Regions from separate parts of the Zea mays genome. Here region 1 is linked to region 2. A link is a contact called in public Hi-C data. All regions are on one chromosome and are shown on one strand. Each heading gives the region's core, a stretch centred on a gene start, on an enhancer-like site or on the middle of the called end of the contact. The rest is flanking DNA. Distances are from core to core; before and after follow the strand shown.

Evidence for each region. A called contact is a pair of places that touch in the nucleus more often than the background predicts.
Region 1: a contact with region 2 is called in a Hi-C map of tassel, with 2.1 times the contacts expected there. The contact joins the promoter of LOC100282381 here to the promoter of LOC103651495 in region 2. A contact is called at or near these places in 2 of 25 Hi-C or Micro-C datasets (ear and tassel).

The regions. Positions count from the first base shown.
Region 1 is chr3:224,324,407-224,329,016 of Zm-B73-REFERENCE-NAM-5.0, forward strand. It overlaps LOC100282381 (cysteine sulfinate desulfinase/cysteine desulfurase and related enzymes), which reads right to left and starts at 2,495. Exons shown (of 6, transcript NM_001368949.1): 1 at 2,152-2,495. The coding sequence starts at 2,337.
Region 2 is chr3:224,021,755-224,026,347 of Zm-B73-REFERENCE-NAM-5.0, forward strand. LOC103651495 (psbP domain-containing protein 5, chloroplastic) reads right to left here and starts at 1,291. Exons shown (of 11, transcript XM_008677138.3): 1 at 1,098-1,291; 2 at 790-968; 3 at 362-482; 4 at 158-207. The coding sequence starts at 1,168.

The DNA.
Region 1 (4,610 bases), core at 1,245-3,744, 300 kb after region 2:
AATGGGGGTAATTGTCTTGTCTCTTGGGAGAAGGTACATCGGCCGCTGCGGTATGGAGGGCTTGGGATCCTCAACCTCCAATTTATGGGCTGGGCATTACGTACTCGCTGGTTATGGTTGCAGAAAACTGATCATGCTCGGCCCTGGGAAGGGCTACCGGTTCATGTGCCTCGTATGGCACATGCTCTTTTTGCTATGGCTGTGGTTACAGAGGTGGGGAATGGGGAGAATACTAAATTCTGGGATGATCGGTGGATTAATGGTTCTACAGTTGTTGAGCTAGCCCCTAATCTCATTCAGCTTATCCCTAAAAGGGCTAGGGGGGCAGCGCACTGTTTCGCAAGCTCTAAATAATAGAAGATGGATTTCTAATATCCGGGGAGCTCTCACAGTGCAGGTGTTAGTGGAGTATCTACGGATTTGGGGTTTGGTGGATGGGATTATTTAGCAGCCCTCACTGCCTGATCAGCACACTTGGAAGCTTTCCAATTCTGGGCAGTACTCAGCCAAGTCTGCTTACAATTCCTTCTTTATTAGATCTATTAAGTTCCCACCTTGGAAACAGATTTGGAAGTCTTGGGCCCCCCCTAAGCTGGCAATCAAGAACAGGTGCTGGACTGCCGAGAGATTACTTAAACATGGGCTGCCACATCATAGTGTTTGCCCCCTGTGTGATCAAGAGCAAGAGACCATTCAGCATATTATGTTGAAGTGTATTTTCTCCAGGGATACTTGGACAAGAATCCTGCTATGTGTTGGTCTGGTGGATTTGGCACCTAACCATGACGCCACTGGTTTTTCAGTGTGGTGGAGCAGAGCTGTAAGAAGGGTGCCTAAAGAGAAAAGGAAAGGGATCAATTCCCTAACTATTTTGGTAGTATGGTCTTTATGGAAACATAGGAATGCTTGTGTGTTCGATGGTCGGGATCCCAGTGTGTCGGTAATCTGTCAGGAGGTAGAAGCTGAGAGTAGGCTTTCGGTTATGGCTGGAGACAAGGTGCTCCAGGAGCTGCTCGGCAGGGCTTCTTAGCTGCATGCCTGAGCAGCTGGTAGGGTCGTGTTTTGTGTTGTTTAGGGAGTGAGTTGTAACCACTTGCTTTTGGGTTGAGGGCTTGAGGCGAGGTCTACCCCCTCTTGTTGTACCTTTATTCCTTTCTTAATGAAATGGCAGGCAGCCAGCGTTGTTCGAGAATAAAAAAAATTTAAAGCACAACCAAAATTCATTAGGTGGATTTATACATGTGCTATCCATTTTAAACCCAACTCTCCAGAGGCATTACGAAAATATTGAATAAAAGACAATAACAAACCTGACAATAATCCCAAGTATTGGATTCTGAATAAATGGGGTCAGGATGATTCCAATGGAGAATCAAACAGGAGCTCTACTTTATCCTCGGAGCTACATTGTTCACCTTTTGAGCCATGCTAGAGAAAAGCTATAGCACGATCACTTTTGACATGCAATGAGAGTAGCCACATAATATATGTGAAAAATGGTTAACTTTCTGTATGGTATTATTTTTATCATTTCCAGCCAGAAAGTTCCCTAACAACTGATGTCGGTATTGATCCCAAGCTGCTATGTGATTTAGCAGGCATAGCTCGCATGCAAGAAAGGTGTGAATTGGCACTGTCCAAACTTTAGGCACATGATCTAAGCAGCAGATACCAGCAACACAAGTAGGACTAACCATTACCATTGATCGCAAAAAAAAAAAAAAACAAATCAAAATTTGACTGCTTTTACGATAAGAATTTTGTGTGAACACTGGAAATTCGGTGACGCAGACAGATATGGCAATTTGATGTGACTACAAATCTTGGTTATTGCACATTGCTGATATTCAGCATGCGTGTAGGTTGGACTTGAAAAAACAAGAATAACTGTTAAATCCTTTGGCACACATGGAATTACGATAACAACCGATACCGATACATACTCAATTTGTGACCATATAGTCTGTCATCTATTGAATGATCTCTGAAGGTGTAATAATAAACATGACAAAATTGTCATCACAGTAGCAATGCAATCGAGAAACACTGAAACAGTTTAACAACAAAGCCAGAAAAAGAAAAGGTTCTAGTCCAACCCACGAATCATGCAGACCAAACAACAAATCAAGTTTATCTGTAGGAAGCAAGTACCCGGTTCAGAACACCCGGCGTCTGCCTCTTGGCCCCCAGAGCGCATCCCAGCACGGCGGCGCCGCGACACCGCGCGGCCGCGGAACAGGGCAAGAAGCCGCTAAGTCTGACGTGAGTTGGCGGCAGCGTCCTCAACGAGGGAAGACAGGCAACGGGCGGCGCGGCGCAAGAACCCGCCATCGTCATCCACTTTCAGGCGTCGATTCCAATCCACAAAGAGGAGGGACGGAGGGAAGCGCTTGAAGCGATGTGTGTGGCGGCGTACCCGGGACAGAACAAGGATGGCTGCGCTGCGCGGCGCGGCGCTGGTCATGTGGAAGGGGAGGAGGAGAACATTGCTAGGTGGGCTGAGACCTGGGGATGAGAGAGGAGAGAGGAGAGGAGACGGCACGGCACGGTACCAGTTGGGCTGAGGCCGCAACTTGGCTGGTTTGGTGGCTTCCTCTGGCGGCCTCGCTGGCTGCTGTGGTGCTGGTGCGCGGGTGGGGAGGAGATGGACTGGACGCCTTTGGATAACAGGTGGCGCACCATCTTTGCTTGCCTACTCTCTGCCGGCTGCCGCGGTATTCTACGTTTTTTATCGTGTACAGTACATGCTTGTTTGGTTTGGTGGAGCTAGTTTGTACATGAATTATCGAAGCGCTCTCATTATATCCAGCTCTGATCTAGGATTTTTTTATGCTAAAGTTCCAACTCATGAACCTGAATGAGTGATGCAAGCATACCTCAAAAACTTAAAAAAAATCGTCACTCCGTGTATTTTCGGTAAACCTATATTTTAGGGCATGTTTTTTTGAATTATAATTTGTCTAGATTATATAATCTAACTTATTTTAAACTAACTTAGAATATATTTATTTGGAATTTATAATCTTCCCAAATTATAGAATCTAACTTATTTTAAACTAACTCTTAATTCAAAATAAATTGAATTATATAATCTATGTAAATTATAATACCAAACAAACAACCTCTTAGACTAGTTTGGGAACAAGGGATTCCATTTTTTCCAAGGAAAAATGAACTAATTTCTCTTAAGAAAATGAAAATCCTTTGAAAAAAATATGGTTATTAAACTGGCTCTTAATTTAGAATAAGTTAGATTATATAATCTAGACAGATTATAATCTAAAAAGACAAATATTAAGTCATAGGATATGTCATCTACAAATAGAGATGTATTTTGTGAACGTAGTCCAAACAACAAATCATACCAAGTGTCGATGAACTAGGCACCAAAATAATGTGCACAGTTCAGTTTCTTGTTTAAGAAGGATTCTTCGGGCTTTTTGGTTTAGCTTTTCAACATGCTTTGGTTTTTATAAAAGCTAAAAATCAATAAAAAATAGTTGTCTCTTGACAAAAGTCACGACCAGAACTAATACAAATTTAAAAGCACATTTATCCCTATTTTCACCTACCTTTGACTTTTAACTATTCATGGAAATTACTCACATGTCATTGGTTATGAAAAATAGTAGCTTCTTTTTTTTTACTTTTCCCGTACACAAGACTACTTTCCATCCACGATAGCGGCGTGGCCTACCTGAGTGGCGGCGTGAATAGCCCCCATGTAGCCAGCTTTGGTGTGACATAAATGGTACGATTGGTACCGGCACGACTAAAGACGGCTCGTAATTTTATACCTATGAATCGGTTAAGGAGAAGAAAAGATGACCCAATGATAGAACGGGTACATGTACGTACTAATTAAATTTGTACCCGTGTATCCATGGTACAAAATACCGAAATATTATTTTCTAAAATTTTATTCTAGCTCAATGATTTGTCTTGGGCTCCTGACTCCTGAGCACAACTACATAGGCCTTAGGACACATGACAGCAGTAGATAGACAATCGATCAAAATAGTAAAGCAAATCCAAAACTCCAAGCTTTTGTGATGCCACTCTTCGCTAATGCGTAATTCAAGCGACCAAGTCACATAAAGGCACGTGTCACGCTCGCACTTGGAAGATGGAAGACGGAAGGTCGGACGTTGCTGCTCGATGCTCACCATTTGACAAAAAATAAAGTCGGGCAAACAAGTGTAGCTCCACCACTCTAGAGGGTACAGGTACCCTTCGGATATAGAATACCTGGCGGGTCCGGTTATGGATATGGAATTGTAGCCATGTACGGGTATGTGTATTGGAGCGAGAAGTATTTATTAGTCTAACGGGGTCGGGTCTGGAATAGCAAAATCCAGCGGGTCTTCATCTATTGCCATCTCTCGGCGTGACCTACACTGTCTACACTCTACATAATGAAGGAGGAGGAGCTGACGAGCAAGGTTCACTTATGAGTGAGAGAGGGAAATATTTGAGTAGTGAGAAATGTGGATGACATATATTGTCCATTTACAAGATTTTTTTCAAAAGCTAATGGCTACTTTAGAATGCAGCATTTTTCAAGCATAGGGACAAGAAAAGTGTAGAATTATAGTTGCATGACACTTGCA
Region 2 (4,593 bases), core at 41-2,540:
AGTTCGTTTTTTTAACTAAACCGCGACAAATATAAAGAACGGATGGAGTACATGATTATTTTAAAAAGCGTAACTGTGGAGGTCAATAATATAGTCCATTCATATGAACAAAGTACTAAGACCATTTCTTATCATTGTTATGCCAGAAGTTACTCACGTGATAGTGGTGCTGCTGAGGAATATCGCTCTGGTTTTCTGGACTCTACCCTAGGAACAGAATAACAGGATAGTAATTTGTAAGTGACAAGTTTATCCCTGTTCTCATGAGAAGCCATGAGAAACCACTAAGTACCCAAACAACAGGTTAAGAGTGACAAAGAGTAGATTGGACAAAATATTATAGTGAGAACAACTGAAATACCATTTGAAGGAAAATTTCTTTCCTGGCAGTTCGACCGGGTAAAGAAAAGAGTATGCATTGATCTCATCAACTTGTGTGTTCATTTTTACGTCTTCATTAGTCTCCATAACAGCATATGCTCCTACATAATTGTTGCGACCAAAGCACTTATGAGCATTCAAAACTTTCGAGAAAAGAAGCACATTATGCATATATTCATAAATCGCTAAGCTCATGAATTTGTTCTAAATTTGACAATACCATTAGCATTTTTACTCTAAACGGTAAGCACATTACGCATATATATTCATAGAACTGACACGCCTGACAAATTCAGTTTGTGGACATTAACAGAGAGTAAAAAATGCTAGCTCTACCATTCAGAAGACCCTGAACTGGCGAACTGCGTTAACAACGAATCATTAGGAGCGGAGGCCCGTGAACACTACCTGAAATCGGGAGCACGATTGTGAAAGAAGACACGAGCCCGGACATGAGAAGGCGCCTCCTCTCCACCTCCAAACCGCGGTTCATGGCGGCAGGCTCGCGAGAGCACGAAGCGAGCACACGGGCCCTCCTCCTCGGCGGCAGAACACGCACTGCCCCAGTGCCGAGCGGTCCCCTGCTCCTGCGCAATACCCAGGAACCAACCATCCAACAATCAGGAGCGGCAGTCAAGGAGGGTGGGTACTCTGTGCACAGTAACACGAATGGGCGGCGAGTAGGGAATCGTGTAAGCGGCAGAGCGAGCGCGTGCCTGGGGCGAAGCGAGGGCTGAGAAGTGGGGCTCCAGAGATAATGGGGAGAGGAGAGCAGAGCCCCCGCCATGGCTCGCCGGCGTCAAAGCCCCCTCCTCCTTCTTCCACTTGGGCTTAAGGACGGAGAAGCAGAAAGTTCTATCCAAACATTTTTTCTGCGTGAGAGCAAAAGATCTCCCTGTTCATGGCCATTTCGGCATATCTAAAATTTAAAACTGAATCTAAAATAAGATTGTTTTTATGTACCTTCCGTTTAAACGGTACTCCCACCCTTGCAAGTTGTAAATCATTTTTATATTTTTTTCTATAATGTAGTTCTAGATTTAATACAGTTAAACCTTTCCAAGTTTCATCTACTTTATAGAAAAAAAACATATTGATATTTATGTCTTGAAATAGATTTACTGTAAAATATATTTTGCAATTATCTTATGAATCTTTATTTTAATAAAAAAATGTTTGTTCTTTTTGACTGAGATAGTTTAAGTTAAAATTATTTGACTTTTTTAAAAAATAATTGCGTTCTTTTAAGAATAGATGGAGTAGCTAAAAAAGTCACAACTACTTAAAATAATTGTGTTCTTTAAAATAATTCGTTCTTTTAGCCTTCTTTTAGATGTAGTGTGTATTTAGTGGCGTAGACAAGGGACTAGCAGGTGTCATGACACCCTTCAACAAAAAGAAAATTTGTTTTGTAATTAATTTTTATGGCTAAAATAAAAAGAATTGGTTTATAATAAATTAAAATATATTATAACTAGATACTATTGTATATTGTATATATACATATATTCTATTTATTAATATTATAATTATAGTTATATATATGTATTGACACGCCTCTGTGTATATCTAGTTATGTACCTATAAAACCCGCAACTACTTTTATAATTTAAAACTAAAGATGTATTATTTTGTATTAGATTAATCATGTATAGCTTAGGCTTTTCACTAAATTTATAAAAAATTGTTAACATCTAGCCTTACAAATAAATGCACAAATGTAACCATAAATATTATTCGATATTGTATATGTTTATGATTTTTTTCACAAATATAGTTAGAACTAGAAAGTTTGATTTAGAATAAAAGTAAAATAAACTTACTGTTGGTACTGAATGATATGTGGTCAAGCTAGCCGAAACACTAGGGAAAGAGAGTATTCAGGTGCTCAACAAAACAATAGGCAGACTGTAGCGTCTTGTTAAGCGTGTCTTATCAATGTATAGTATTAGGGTATTTATAGGTAACCAGGTGGGTGTGTGCCCTTATAAGTACAATTATGGCCCTGATTACTTACTACAGCCCCGGAATATTTTTCCTAAGGGGTCATTACAGCGATGTTAAGTACAGCATGATCAAATACACAATAAATCCTACCTAGAGAGTGGCTTATAGATGGGCATGAATGGCAGTAGGACGTGGCATGGGCCCTGCCATTGGGCGGCGCAGTCCTCGCCCATGTGTGGCACCTTTCGCCCTTGACACTGGGTCTTCGATACTTGCCAAGACTATAGCTCGAAACCATCTGAGCGGGGTCCCCTACGCAAAGTCATGAGGAGTCCCACCATAAACGGTAGATCCTTCGCTTCAATGCCTTCGACGACTCTTGAACAAAGACCTCAACATCGATAATGGTCGCGAAGGAGCGAACGGCCTTCGCTCCCATACTTACAATTTAACATGGATAAAGTAATTAAACATCTCTATGTTCACGAAACACACCAACGACTACACAATCCGCACAAACTTTTACACCATGCACGTATAGATAGAGGGAAATTAAATTCTCTCACATCTCAAAAAATAATTATTTCTATTTTTACCTAAAGTTCGACACTCGTTAATGGAATACAGGCACACAGTCAATATTCTCCTTAAGTGATTTGATCAAATTTAGAATTTTTTTGATTTAAAAATTAAATAAAACACGGCAATTTCGTAGCTTGGGAGTTGGGATGAAGGGATTAGACTTCCGATAGAACATTTTGGTTTCTCATGATTATTAAACTAGTTTTTCGGTTCAAATAATGGTTAAATCACGATGGCGCCTTAGACCCTAGCCAAAGTGTAAGGTTGTCTTTATCCTATATACGCTTTAACTATATTCTCTAAAGCTTCTCCATCGTCTTCCTATATAGAGACATTGTACCTTCTTCTCTATTTATTTTTATATTTTTGTTAATAGATTAAATTAAACTAATATATATAATAATTGAGGGTAATATACAGGTATAAGGTTCTAGAGAAAAATACATCATTAATATGAGTATTTAACGTATACATAACGAGATATGGATGACAATGTCAAAAAGAGGATTGAAATATAGAAAAGACAAAGTCTATAAATATGATTTAGACAAGGGATATAGAGAATATGGTTGAATATATAGTTTAGGCTATGTTGAGGACTTGTTCTCAAATGCTATGAATTAAGAACAAGGCAACATAAAATATTAAATATTAATGCCCTTCGTCCGTGGAAGCATTATCTCCTCAAGGATTTAATGAGCTTCGGACGAAGGTCATAGACAAAATATCACGAAGGTCATACCTTCGTGATCAGACTTGAAAAATAATATGAAGTAAAATGTAAAATATAAGGCATTATAGAAAAACATGCCGAAAATGAATAACAATATTCACATATATTTTATTATGTGAACCTAAATATTGAAACATAATATTTAGGAACATTTTTACCTTCGTCTTAGCAGAAAGCAATAATTCCAGCGTAATGTGCCAGTGATTACAAGATTGCATGAACAGTTCAGAGGTACTGTTCACCTATTTATAGGCACAGGGCGTAGCCTGTGAGGAATTACAATTATATCCCTAATAAGGGATTACATCGGTGACTCAAACATTTATGGACTAAAAGGTCATTCTACTTTTATGTCGGTTTGTAAATTTCGAAGCTTCATGAAGAGGAACCTTCGGTCATCTCATAATAACAGCTTCAGCCGAAAACTGCTTCTTCCTACAAGACCTTCGGCGACGAAGCATAGTCCCAACAGTAGCCCCTTTCGCGGTGCTAGATCGTTTTTCGTAACGAGCTTGATCCGTGGAAAAAGTCTCCTAAGCTTCAGGAAGCCGAAGGTCCAAAAAACACCTTCCCTGAGCTCGTTGACGAGAAACGATTCAGTTTCCCAACGTATAGCGGTCCCACCTTGCAGAGTTACTGTTTGGTCTCTGCGGTCCACCGCGCAGCGAGTGCAAGCGGCTGTCTGCCTGGTGTAAAAATCCTGGCGCTTCGCCTTCTTACCTGCAGGACTATATAAACAGACGAGTAGGTGTGAAGTTACCACAGCATTCATTGCTATTTGCACTGTTTTGCTGCCAAAATTTTTAACCATAGTCGAAGCTTGACTCTCGGAATCGAACGAAGCTCCAGCTTGAAGCCTGGTTCGTCAGAAGAAAAAAAACTTCGGAAGAAAAAGTATTTAATTCCCGCAAATTCAGAATTAAATGGCCAGAGTGCGTTCTACCGCTAGG